Regions from separate parts of the Pan troglodytes genome. Here region 2 is linked to region 1. Evidence: chromatin contacts called from public Hi-C data. All regions are on one chromosome and are shown on one strand. Each heading gives the region's core, a stretch centred on a gene start, on an enhancer-like site or on the middle of the called end of the contact. The rest is flanking DNA. Distances are from core to core; before and after follow the strand shown.

What was found. Hi-C and Micro-C count contacts between places; a contact is called where the count stands out from the background.
Region 2: a contact with region 1 is called in a Hi-C map of induced pluripotent stem cells, with 2.6 times the contacts expected there. The contact joins two enhancer-like sites. A contact is called at or near these places in 3 of 7 Hi-C or Micro-C datasets (induced pluripotent stem cells and stem cell-derived neural progenitor cells).

The regions. Positions count from the first base shown.
Region 1 is chr19:70,251,995-70,258,888 of NHGRI_mPanTro3-v2.0_pri, reverse strand. LOC107969279 (a long non-coding RNA gene) reads right to left here. Exons shown (of 3, transcript XR_001711009.4): 2 at 6,723-6,791; 3 at 5,561-6,486. Among named protein-coding and RNA genes, the nearest start is that of AKAP1, 39 kb to the right of the region's middle. Within about 2 kb of position 1,273, at least 3 of the 24 cell types and tissues checked have an H3K27ac peak or open chromatin away from gene starts, as enhancers often do. A contact at or near this core is called in induced pluripotent stem cells, where this site is marked.
Region 2 is chr19:70,526,378-70,532,942 of NHGRI_mPanTro3-v2.0_pri, reverse strand. The region is part of intron 6 of MSI2 (musashi RNA binding protein 2); the gene reads right to left. Among named protein-coding and RNA genes, the nearest start is that of MSI2, 150 kb to the right of the region's middle. Within about 2 kb of position 3,407, at least 12 of the 24 cell types and tissues checked have an H3K27ac peak or open chromatin away from gene starts, as enhancers often do. A contact at or near this core is called in induced pluripotent stem cells, where this site is marked.

The DNA.
Region 1 (6,894 bases), core at 24-2,523:
AGATCCACTGTACCTTTTTTTTTTAAGTTTGCAAACAACTAGAGGTGCTGTTCCTTAAGGCCTGGGGAGACTCTGACAGCCGTGTGATTCGGTGTCAGCACAGGATCAGGTTGCATCAGGACTTACTAAGTGAGCTAAATGTGCCCATCTCTCAGTATGGAAATTACACATCCTGTTCAGATTGAAATCACCCTTGGCTATTCATCCTGGAGGGATGGGGACTCTCTTTTCCAATAGAATGAACGTGAAACAAATGTCCATTTATCCACTCATTCTTTTGACAAGTATTTAAGCACCTACTATGTGCCAGGCCCTCTAGGGGTGGGGAATTGTGATGAACAAAGCAGACTACTTACTGCCCTCAGCTTACAGTCCAATGGGGGAGACAATGATAAACAAGAGAGAAGTAAACTATGCCGTGCAATGGTGACTCCTGCCAAAGAGAAAAGTCAGCCTGGGAAAGGGAAAATTAAAGGGTGGTGGGGTGAAATTTTACTTTATGTAATGTAATTTTAGAGTCAGGGTTTCACTCCGTCGCCCAGGCTGGAGTGCAGTGGTGTGATCATAGCTCACTGCAGCCTCGATCTCTGGGGCTCAAGCGATCCTCCCGACTCAACCACCATGCCCAGCTAATTTTTTTTTTTTTGGAGAGACAGGGGTCTTGCTATGTTGCCCAGGCTGGTCTTGAAGTCCTGGGCTCAAGTGATCCACTCACCTCAGCCTCCCAAAGCACTGGAATTACAGGCATGAGCCACCGTGCCCAGCTGAAATTTTAGGTATAAGGTGGCCACAGCAGGCTTCCTGGAGAAGGCGACTTTTGAGTAAAGGCCTGAAGGAAGTGAAGGAGTACTCACCTGAGGGAAAAGCATTCTGGGCAGAGGGAAGGGCACGTGCAAAAGTGCTGGGGCAGGAGTACACCTGTGTGCTTGAGGAACAGCAAAGGGCCAGTGTGGATGAAGGGGATTGAAGGAGAGGGAGAGACTAGTCAGGAGGCGGGGATGGAAACATGGGAGACTGCAGTGAGAAGAGCCTCCTTGAAACAGCTGGGAGGCTTGTGCGGCCCCAGCAGAGGCTGAGACTTTGCAGTGCTCGCTTCCAGGGGAGTGTGGCCATGTGTGCACGTGTGTACCCCTGGGGAGGCCCAGAATGTGCCCTGACCGAGTGGAGAGGCACAGCTGTATCTGCTTGGAGCGAGCTGAGAGCAGGGCTTGCCTGGGCTCCTGACCAGCTCCCTGAGGCACGGTGTGAGCCTGCCTCCTATGCCCACGCTGCCCTGTGAGGGGCCGATGGGGCAGAGCAGTGAGGAGCCTGGCCCAGAGCAGGAGACTGAGCAGCTTACCTGTGCTGGCAGCAGGTCCTGAACTTACTGGCCCAGGGAGAAATTAACTCTGCAGCTCTTGGAGCACTCCAGAAATGAGGAGAAACTCAGGAAAAGAGAGGAACTTCTTACAATTCATGATATGGGATGTGGGAGGCATTTTCATTTAAATGTTAAACCCAAATGTCCTTCAGCAGGTGGCTGGATTAACAAAGTGTGGTACAACCATTCAGTGGAACTCAGCAGTAAAAAGGAAAGAACTATTGATACGCAAAGCAAATGAATAAGTCTCAAAAAGTGATGCCGGGTGAAAGAAGCCAAGTAGAATCATACGCCTGATTCCATTTATTTAAAATTCCAGAAAATGCAAACGAATCTCCAGTGATGTAAAGCAGATTGTTGGTTGTCTGGGGGGGATGGGAGGGAGGGGCAGAAAGGACTACCTAGAAAAAAGTAAACTTGGGGGGTGATGGATATGTTCATTATCTTGATTGTGGTGATGAGTTCACGGATGTGTACATAGGTCAAAACTTATAAAGTTGTATGGCCGGGCGTGGTGTCTCACACCCGTAATTCCAGCATTTTGGGAGGCCAAGGCAGGTGGATAACTTGAGGTCAGGAGTTCAAGACCAGCCTAGCCAACATGGTGAAACCCCATCTCTACTAAAAATACAAAACATTAGCCGGGCATGGTGGCGGGCACCTGTAATCCCAGCTACTCTGGAGGCTGAGGCAGCAGAATCACTTGAACCCGGGAGGCAGAAGTCACAGTGAGCCGAGATTGCGCCACTGCACTCCACCCTAGGTGACACAGTGAGACTCTGTCTCAAAAAAAAAAAAAAACAACTTTTAAAGTTGCATACTTTAAAGACGTACAGTTTATTTTATTCTAATTATACATCAATAAAGTTAAAAAATGTAAATGGCCTATACACTTCAAATACAAGTTAGAGGCGGTCAGAATGGGGAAAGTAAAAGACGTGACTTTATTTTGTGTCCCAAGATATTATTTATATTACATATATTAAAAATATGATTATGTATTCTACATTTTATGTATATATATGATTACATACTAAAACGTATATTTATACGTGTATTTATATTAAATATATTTGATTTTCTCATTTATATTTTCATATGATTTCATAGATTTATAAATGTCTTATGTTGTGTGTTACATATAATTGCTTGTATGCATTTTTAGATTATGAAAATACTGGAGGGCTGTGTTTATATAGAGAATCCCAGATGTCAGCTGGGGTCTCCTGGCCCCATAAGGTGGGTAGCATTGATTAGACCGCCCATTTCTATTTCCACAGTCCAAAACTATCTCCAAAATTTCTCCAAATTCCAGAGAGCTGAGTTTCTAGACTTCCAGCCTCCCCCAAATTCTGCTCAGCCCTGGGTCTCCTGGCTGTGGCTTTATCTCCACTCTGGTTAAGCATTCATAAATGAGACATCTCTTCCTTTCCCTCCTCGTTTCCTGGCCCGACCCCACCTCACCCCCAGCCCCATCTCCAAGCACCTCAAATACAAGGCTGCTACCCGAAACCGAATCGGCACCACAGGGCAAACACCTTAAAAGGGCGCGTGGTATTCCTCAGGCCGCCCTGGCCGGGACTTCCTCCCCTGCGGCCACGCCACCCCAGCCTTCCCTCCCTCCCCATCTCCCCTTCCAGTCCCCACTCTCCTCTTTGTTCCTCCCTGTGGGATCAGGTTCTTCTCTGCCCCCAAATTCTTCCCTTTTCAGAGCAGCGCAATTCTGCTGGCCCAGAACCTCCTCCCAAACTCTCAGATGCTCGGCAGAACAGAAGGCCCACAGAGAGATAGCTGCAACTGCCAAGAGCTATTTTTTTCTGCCTCCCGCATCTGTAGGTTTGTGACTCTACGCGCCTTCGTAGCCACGTGCATCTGCACGCACGCTTACACGGGGAAGAAATACCCCAAGATGCTAACCCGAAAAGCAGAACCTGGGAATTGGCAGGCTACCCCTCTTGGGTTCCCTCCTCCCCTCCCCACGCCCACGTTCCGGGGCCCTCAGGACTCCTGCCTCGCCCCCTCACTCTCTGAAGTGTCTTTCCTTCCTGTCCCAAACTGTTGCTCTGCCTTCCCACTCTGCCTCAAAGGCCTGCCTTTCCTGAGCGAGTAGCAAGCCAGCCAGTACAAAGGCTGAATAAACAGTCAGTGGAAATTAACTTGAACGTTCAGGGAGAAGAACAAAGACTTTCGATGTGAGCTGGGGAAGGAATCATAATTGCCAGAGAGAGAGGGGCGGCCCAGACGCCCGGTTGCAAGAGACACAAGAAGCTGCGTTGTTGACAGTGGCGGAGACAGACAGGCACGATGCTGATTTGATAAGTGGAAGGGCGAGAATTCTAATGTAATGATGCTGATGGAGAGAGAAATGAGGACTCAGAGCGGAGAGGCAGGTGAGGGGTCCCTAAGGCAGCCAGCTGAGGTCTTTGTGCCTGAACAGGGGATCCCAGCTTCGCACCCTGAGAGCAGGGCCTGGGCAGCAGGTGTTCTGATGGCAGCTGCACCCTGGGGCCATAATTACAGCCAAGGAGCATCCCATGGCAGTTCCAGGGGAAAGTGGAGGGAGGACTGGCAACTGGGTCTCCAGCGTGGGGGAAATGACGGACCCCTATGGACCTAGAGAGATGGGGTAGCCGCGACTCTGGAAGAACGCATAGAAGCAGACAAAGCTGGCCTGCTTGAGATTTCTACAGAGAAGCATTCAGCAGATCTTGTTGTCTTCAGGCCGCAGCTAAGGGACATAAATAATAAAATATAGATTGAGTGCAACCCGGATGCCAGGGCTTCATGTTTAAGTCCTACAATCACCTTTTGAGGCGGCACTATTATTGACCCTAGTTTATAGAGGAGCAAACTGAGGCCCAGAGAAGTGGAGTAACTTCTCGAAGATCACACAGCTCTTAACTGGCACAGCCAACCCAGAACTGTCCAGGCATGTACATTTGCTTTTGCAGGTTGGGAGGTTTCAGCCTTAGTGACACATTGATGTGGTCAGAGATCTAAGGTTCAAGGGTCTAAAGCCTGGCAGGATCCGGCTTTTTCTTCATATCACTCACAAGTATCCTGACAGGCCTAGTCTGCATCCACCAGAGGCTAAGATGGCACCACCTGTCCACAACCTTCCACGAGTCACGAGGTGCAGAGGAGGTTCCCTGCCACTGGTGTGAGCTGCTCACTGGGTATTCTGCACTCATTTTCTTATCTAACCTCATCAGACCTTACCTGACCCCAAAGTGGGGTGCTTAGAAGGAATATAAGGAAGGCCCTTTCAAAGGGGCCTGAGATGCTGGAACACACAAGACAAGGATGCAGTCATGGAATTCCCTTTGGGCATCTCACCCTCTGTTAAATGCACCTCTATCTATAGCATTTGCTTGGGGGAAATGGACTTACTTGTTTATTCATTTGACAAAATATTTTTGAGAGCAGATGATGTTCTGGGTCCTGTTTTATATGCTGGGGTTACATAATAAAAAACTACGCCCTGCTCTGGAGGGGCCCACAGTACCAGCAGCTGAATCACAGCAGGCCATGGGAACTGAGGGGCCGCCATTCCACACCTGGTGGGAGGCCAGGGTGAGGGTTCAGAAATTCTTCCTGGAGGAGGGAGCCTCAGAGTGCAGTGTTAGGGGAAAGGCAAGGGGTGGAGGTGGGGAGAGAACGCAGACTTTCTGCAGTTTAGAAGACTGGAAGTCGGGGGTTGGTGAGCCAGGAGGCTCTGGTGGCCATGGGGTTCTGGGAGCCTTTCTGGATGGTATTGGAAGCCTCTGTTGGGGGCACTAAGAATGGCTGGTGACTCTGATCCAGCTGGAAATGGGGATAAAAGAAAGATTCCAGTCCAGGCCCAGTGGCTCACACCTGTAATCGCAGCACTTTGGGAGGCCAAGGTGGGGGGATCACTTGAGGTTAGTAGTTTAAGACCAGCCTGGCCAACATGGTGAAACCCCATCTCTACTAAAAATACAAAAATTAGCCGGACATGGTGGCACACACCTGTAATCCAAGCTACTTGGGAGGCTGAGGCAGGAGAATTGCTTGAAACCGGGAGGCGGAGGTTGCAGTGAGCTGAGATCACACCACTGCACTCCAGCCTGGGCAACAGAGCGAGACTCTGTCAAAAAAAAAAAAAAAAAAGAAGAAAGAAAAAAGAAAAAGAAAGGAAAGAAACAGAAAAAGAGAGAGGGAAGGAGGGAGGAAGGAAGGGGAAGCGGAAGCAGAAGGGAAGGGAGGGAAGGAAGGAAAGGAAAAAAGAAAGAAAAGAAACAAAGATTCCAGAGTGTTTCTCTCCCTGCAAGAAATGGAGGAGACTTCCCAGGACCCTTGCTGGGTATCCTGGGGCTGGTCTGCCAGGATCTAAAACATGGGAACCAGCATCTTCTGGAGGGAAGCCACACCAGGCCACCTCCATACCTCCCAGTAATTGACAGGAGGGACGCTCAGGGTCTCCGTTGCTCTCTGAGTCACACCATGTTCTATATGTGCGTGGCCTGAGGACACGCTATAAATATTCATGGCTGGAAAAACAAGGTGAGAGTACAGTCGTGCTCCAGAAGAAACCACGGAGGGCAACTGGCTTTCATTGGGCAACTTCGCTTCCCGCCTTTAAATGCTAGGTCAAAGCCCGAGGAAGAACTAGACCTTCTAAAACCCAGTTTCCTTAATTTGTTTAACAAAAGACATCTCCATGCTCTGTGGCCTCTTAATTGCCGTAGATGTTAAAGTGCAGAGAATTAAAGAATCAATGGACAATTAAGGAGGCACTGGCAGATTCTGGCCAAGAGCATATTATTTATTTATTCAGCCAGCCATGCTCATTTTTAAAGCGCTAACTTTCCATTTTGTTTGTGACATCAAAAATAAATCAAACTGAACTGTACACGTCATAGCTGAAAAAAATTATTTGCATGATACATTGCCCCTTTGAAGCCTCAGTAGCCATCTGCAAAAGGAATTTTTGTCAGTGTCAAAACAACAACAACAAAAACATACGCATTCATTCCGGCACCAGCTTTTTCTTAGGATACAGACAGGATTGAAAAAAACAGAAATAAGATTTTAATTCACTAGTGATTTTTCCATGCAGTCTCAAGCTTCTTTTTGATTTCTGAGCATCCATTTTCCTGGGTCATCTAGAGAGGGTTGCAAGATTTTAGTCCATTAACACAGTGGTAGTTTGGTGAAATCTCAACAGGCAGAGACAAGCAGCCAGAGTGGGGACACAGGTTGGCTGAGGGCTCCCTGCAGCACTCAGCCAGCCCCTGTGTTTCTGCTCCTGGTCCAAGACCTTGCCCCTAAGTTGCGGGTCCCCTAGTAGCCCCCCCCCCACTTTCCCTCTATCCAGCTGACAGCATTGGATATGTCTTACCTAAAAAGGAAAATACAAAATTGCCATCCGATATCTTGTTCCTTAAAGGTTCCCTGATTGGGACAAGCGCTGTGGAATTGTTCTTGCACTGTGACCTTCACTCAGCAGCCCTTCCTCAGCCCACCCACCCTCACCCCCTCCAGCCCACCCACCCTCACCCCCTCCAGCACAC
Region 2 (6,565 bases), core at 2,158-4,657, 270 kb before region 1:
CTGTCTCTACTAAAAATACAAAAATTATTCAGGCGTGGTGGCACACGCCTGTAAACCCAGCTACTTAGGAAGCTGAGGCAGGAGAATTGCTTGAACTTGGGAGGCAGAGGTTGCAGTGAGCCGAGGTCGCGCCACTGTACTCTAGCCTGGGTGACAGAGACTCCAAAAAAAAACCAACAACCAAGCAACCATAGTCAGAGTGACCTTCCTCAAAGATGTACCATAGTAATTCTTCCCCCTGGCCCCGCCCCCAGACGGAGTCTTGCTTTGTCGCCCAGGCTGGAGTGCAATGGTGTGATCTTGGCTCACTGCAACCTCTGCCTCCCAGGTTCAAGCAATTCTCCTGCCTCAGCCTTCTGAGTAGCTGGGATTACAAGCGCCCGCCACCACACCCTGCTAATTTTTGTATTTTTAGTAGAGACAGGGTTTCACCATGTTGGCCAGACTGGTCTCAAACTCCTAACCTCATGATCCACCCGCCTCAGCCTCCCAAAGTGCTGGGATTACAGGTGTGAACCACTGCGCCCGGCCATACCATAGTAACTCTATGGCACTACAAACAACTGGTCAGGGCCACCCCAAAGAAGATCACCTCAGGATAAACAGCTTAAGTTTAACAACAAACCCAGAGTCCTCACCCAGGAAGTCTAGATTTGAACCTTGGGTCCCACTGCCGTTGGGCTGAGGGGTCTTACATAGTCATTTATGCTCTCCTAGTCTTCCTTACCTAATTTTAAAATAGGGATAATGATCCTACCTCACAGGGCTGTTGGGACAATTACAAGGTAAAAGATACATGAACGGTTCGGGCAAACAGGAATCCCTAAATCTGAACACAAATACCAACGTAGTTGAATGGAAAGCAGTGACATCAATACGTCCTCCCTTTTTGCTAAGAAAACAAGTCTGTTGATAAAAGAAATGGGTTGCTCTTATTAAAGAATAAAAATCGGCTGAGTGTGGTGGCTCACGCCTGTAATCCCAACACTTTGGGAGGCTGAGGCAGGCAGATCACTTGAGTCCAGGAGTTTGAGACCAGCCTCGGCAACACGGTGAAACCCTGTCTCTACTAAAAATACAAAAAAATTAGCCAGGCATGGTGGTGCATGCCTGTAGTCCTAGCTACTTGGGAGGCTGAGGTTGGGGAATCACCTGAGCCCCAGAGACTGAGGCTGCAGTGAGCTGAAATCGTGCTGCTGCACTCCAGCCTGGGAAACCATAGTGAGACCCTGTCTCTAAATAAATAAGTAAAATAAAATAAATAAACAAATAAATAAAACTGTTTCCCTATCAGAGAATCTGCAAGCTCCCTTGCAAACTACTCCAGCATTTCATCTCCCTGTTGCTTTCCATACCCTTGTCATTCCATAAGAAAGCTGGGAATAAGATCAGGAAGCCCGTCTCTGATCATTCCATACTCTCACTTATTTTTCCTTAAGTGAAAAACACCTTAAATTGTTTTGTCAATACTAACACTCTATAAGCAAATCTGAAAATATTTACCTCTGCCGCCAATTATAAAAGATGGTTAGCGACCTCGACAACCCAAAATCTCTAATTTACAACTAATCTACTTTCACAAATTACATCTTCTATAACAGACCACCTAAAAACGACTTCCTGTAAACAAACCACTCTGCTGGGTTTTCTTTTCTTTTTTTTTTAATTTAATTAAATCCTTATTTTGCTCTTTAACTACAAGAAGCTCACTTTTCACTACATTGGGGCAGAATTTTTTTTTTCAAGAGACACAGAAATAATCCCCAAATAGAAGCCCAGAGGGGTGCACAGACAGACAGACTGTGGGTCTGTCTGACCTGCCTTCAGCAGCCACTTGCTCATCTAACACTTGCCGGCCTGTGCTCACGCAAGGCCCCGTGCTGGCTGTTTACCCAGCAGCTGGATTAAATGAAGAAGGCAGAATGTAAACAGGTATGAAGTTAGTGTTCTGGAGCACGCAGGAAGGAGTATTTAAATCTCCTTGGAGGTGGTCAAGGAAGATGTTGACCCTTTTAGAGTGTCAAGCCAAGTGTCTTGACTTCTCCAAACTCCGCTTGAAGGTGACCAATTCATTCTAGTTTGCAAGGCCCAAGTTCCTAGAAACCCCCTTAGTCACAGGCAAACCCAGACAACCAGTCACCCCACCTGCATCCTGCCCAGGTCTTCTCCCTACGAGGAGGAATCATCATAATATTAAGTTGGCCTGTTGTGCACTGGCTCCCATACTCCCCCCCACCTTTTTTTTTTTTTTTTTTGGAGACAGAGTGTCACGCTGTCACCCGGGCTGGAGTGCAGTGGCACGATCTCGGCTCACTGCAACCTCCACCTCCTGGGTTCAAGAGATTCTCCTGCCTCAGCCTCCCGAGTAGCTGGGATTACAGGTGCCCGCCACCACGCTCAGTTAATTTTTTGTATTTTTAGTAGAGACGGGGTTTCACCATGTTGGCCAGGCTGGTCTCGAACTCCTGACCTCATGATTCGCCCGCCTTGGCCTCCCAAAGTGCTGGGATTACAGGCGTGAGCCACCGTGCCTGTACCCCACACTCTTTCATCTGTCTCCCACACACTACTTGTACCAAGTAATCATCAACATTTCATGGTAACAGCCCCTCCATCAGATTCTTCCTTCCTGGAAACATCAATGGTCACACAAACGTCCCACAAAGAAGAAAGGCCCATCACCTAGGCTGCAGAAGGTATGTGGCCTTGTGGCAAATCAAATCCCACTTTGCCAGTAACTCGACTTAGGAAGACAACACAAAATGGAGGAAGAAATGGAAGCAGCATATACAAATTCAATCTATTCCATCTCCTATTTATTTTCTGCAAAGTTTTCCTGGTCCTTATTAATGCCAGCTTTCCCTCCGCCATTTAATCTCTGCTTCCATTTCATTCTTAGAGGCCTGTGATTATTCTAATTCAGCATTTGGATGACTTCATTTCCACTCAAGTACACCCAGGTCAACTTGGATAGAAAAGAAAGAGGAGGAGAAGAAAAATAATCAGCTAAAAGCTATTAAATATCAGCCGTGTGCCTCATGATTGGTTTTAAAGGCAGTGGTGAGGTTAGCAACAGTCAGAAACTCAACCCTTTTGCCTCTTCCTGCATATTAACATTTTTTTCTGGGGCTCTCACTAATATGGCTTCGAATGTAAATAAAGTACAGATTGGCAGCCCACTTTTAGCTAATTCACAAATACCAAGTCTGAATATACGGAGCTGTAAAAATTTAGAGGGTGGTAACTTGACAAATCTGGCCGGTCTACAGAGAGACTATTTCTAAGAGGACAAAAGAAGGAAATAAAGAAAGAAAATGGAAGAAAAAGAAAAGCATACAGGACCTGTGTAAGGGGGTATCCTACTGAGGTGGGGGGCGGGTGGGAATCTCCATATCAATGTTCACTCCACCGAACAACAGAGTTCGATTTCAATGCCAAGTCTAAATGAACTGCGCTTTCTCCTCCATAAGAACCACCCCTTGCACCCACTGGCACAAGCTTGAACCATGATTTCTGGTACACTTTCAGTTCCCACTGAACTACATCTAGGGAGAAAAAGGCTTTATTTTCTCATACTAACAACTCCATTGTAAGTGACGTCTTCAGAGGGCCCAGGAGGACTCTGGGAAGGTGAGCTGGTGGAAGTACTTCATACCGGCCCCCCGCCCCTACCCACCCAGGGCTCATTAACTCCTTTGTGCCCAAGGGCTCCCCTACCGCTGGCTCTCCTCTCCTTGCCGCAGCAGAAAAAGTAAATACAGCTAAATCATACCAGGAAATGCGGTCAAACAGCAAAGCTGAAGTTTGAGCCTTGTTCTTCTATTCAGCCTTGTTCCTCTACCTACTATGCAAATGCACATGGCATTTGATTAGCATAATCTCAAAGTTTTCCCAGCTTGCTACCCAGAAGGCATCCTAGTTTTCTATTTGTATATTTTAAAACACTGTTAACGAGCAATAATAATGTCTGATGCCTTTGCCTAACAACAGCTGGCTATATTTTATATACTAAGAGGGAAATGGGAAGTTTTCCTAGAAACCCACTATTTCAGAATCTCCTTTTTGAAGCAAAAATACGAAAATTTAAGAGAAGTAACGTTAGGGTGCTCAATCTTTAGAACTCGACAACCTTACTGGCTTCAGCCGAAATCAGTCTACGGAGGAAAAGTTCACCAGGAAAACACAAAGTTGTTTAGCAGGAGGGTTTACCTGCAAAGCCCCAGGATCATATTACTCGTGGGTAAGGTTTGTTTGCCTCTGCCACCTGGCCTAGAAGGTGGAGGAGGCAGAGGAAGCAGGATTCTCCTGTCTACTCACTGTGCTGTTTCCCACTGAGCAGCTCGGCCAGGGGTCAGGGGGCAAATAAAGTCCCCTCCCCTTATGACACACTTCCAGAGGGAGATGCTGACACAAACCAGGCAGAAGATTAATAAAACATGGGGACAGTGTTGGCTTTGTTCTGGGCTATTAGAGGAAGAAAATTTAAACACAAAAGTAGCCTTCAGCCAGGGAAGAGCGTGCGCATGGTCCTTCCTGGTCCAGCCTACAATTGTCGTTGAAGAAGGTCTGAAGGGCAACACCCAGGCTCTCCAGAAAAAGGTGGAGCAGAGGACAGGGTGAGGCCCGGGAGGCTGACCACTCCCCGGGCAACCCACCTACATGAACCACTTCAGAGGACAAAGCCTCACGGGAGCTCAGATGTCCACAAAGGACACACAAGACTTTTGTTTTCCAAGCCTCCTCTGAGAGAACCACACGGCACAGAGCTCTGTTTATCTACGACACACATTTAAAGCAAGAAAACACTACCTGAGGATCACAGTCCACTCTCAGGCTTATTTATCTTCTCACAGATCTCATGCCTTTTAAATTTCAACGGGCTTTATGAGACTTTTATTCCAGGTATGACTCTCCTCACACATACAGTATCAAAAGGGGTGTCTGAGTGGGGGCCATGAATGCAGCTTCGCACCTCCACAGAAAACCCCGGAGCTGGGAGATCGCAGGCACCCAGCGCTTCCTCGGGCCTCACTCACCCACAATCGCCCACGCTGGCTGGATAAATGGGAAGGTCTCATTACATTAAAAAAAAATTCACTCTTGTTTTCTTTTTTTCTTCCCCTAAAAAGCTTTCACACACCATTCTCCAGAGCTCAAGTTAACTTTTATGGGCCCCCACACAACCCCAATCCGACACAAAGGGCTCCAAGGACCCTTTCACCTGGTTTCCACAGCGATCTCCCACTTTGACGAGACCTCAAGAGCTGTAACTTTCCACGCCGGTTCCTGGAAGGCCTTTTCTTCCCGGCCACCACAGTGAGGGGCTGGCACAGGAAGGGGTTAAAGCCCTCATGTCAAACCACAAACTCAGGCACTGGCCCAGAAGGGACATGGGAACCAGAGCAGCCCGTGATAAAGGCCGGATTGTAGCAGCCCACTGAATTGGAAATGACTTGTAGGCCTAATGAAACAGAACTTTGGCAGTAACACAGAATGAAAGGAATGAGACAATAAAAGGCAGGAACAAAGGGTGCAGAGTCGTTTCAGCTTAGCAAAATAAGCTCACTTTGTTGTTGGGGAAAGCCAAAGCCGATTAGGATAAACCAATGACTAAGCATAAGTCTTCCAAACTAATTACACAGTTCACCATGTGAAGTATAATTGGAAGCCTCCAAATGCGGGCTGCTTTGCTTTCACAGGAGTTCTAGAAAGCGAGAATTACCTAGCGAGCTCGGCACTGAGCTGCCCTATCATTGCCGGGAACAGCTGAAAGGTGCGGAACCGCTCCATCCGGGACGAAGCCGAGAATTCATTAAGTTTAAAGGCCTCTTTTTGATCTCCAAAATCCTATAAGTGAGAATTTAAGAAACCGGTACTTGAAGGAGGGGCCTGAAGGGGAGAAGGAGGAAGCCCGTGTGTGTGGAGTTTCTTTGATCCAGTGCATTTTAATTACCAGGCTGGGCTCTTCCGGGTGGCTCTGCCGGGAGAACAGTGCAGAACAGGCCGCCTCGTCGCCAGGGTCTACACGGGCATATCTGGAGCATCATTTACCTGCCATTTTTTGGAATGGCCTATATACATCATTCCTGTGTGTATGGAATCAGGAACACAGATAACGTCCACTAAGAAACCCAGGGCAGTAAAACAAATTACTGTATATCAACGTTTTTGACAAATGAACAAAACCTGCTCCTTCTGAGAAAGATGCTGCTTGGTGGTAAAGTGGGAGGTGGGGCTTTATAAACAGTAAAAAGAGGCGAAGGGTAGGTTGTGCACAAACAAGTGACTATCCAGGCTCTCCTCAGCATGGGCTGAGTGATCTTGGAGAACTTCCTCACCTTTCTCAACGTCAGCCTCACCACCTACATAATAGATCTGCCAACCATCTCACTTGACACCCTTGAGAAGCACATTGTAAAATGCATTAGAAAGCTTAGCACCAGTAACTCCAATTCAGAAACAGCGCACCGTAAAAGGATCTTCATAGTAAAACCTGGACCTCAAAAATTCCGAGTTTCATTAATTACATCTAGCTGGTGAAATAGGGAGATGGAAATACTATAAC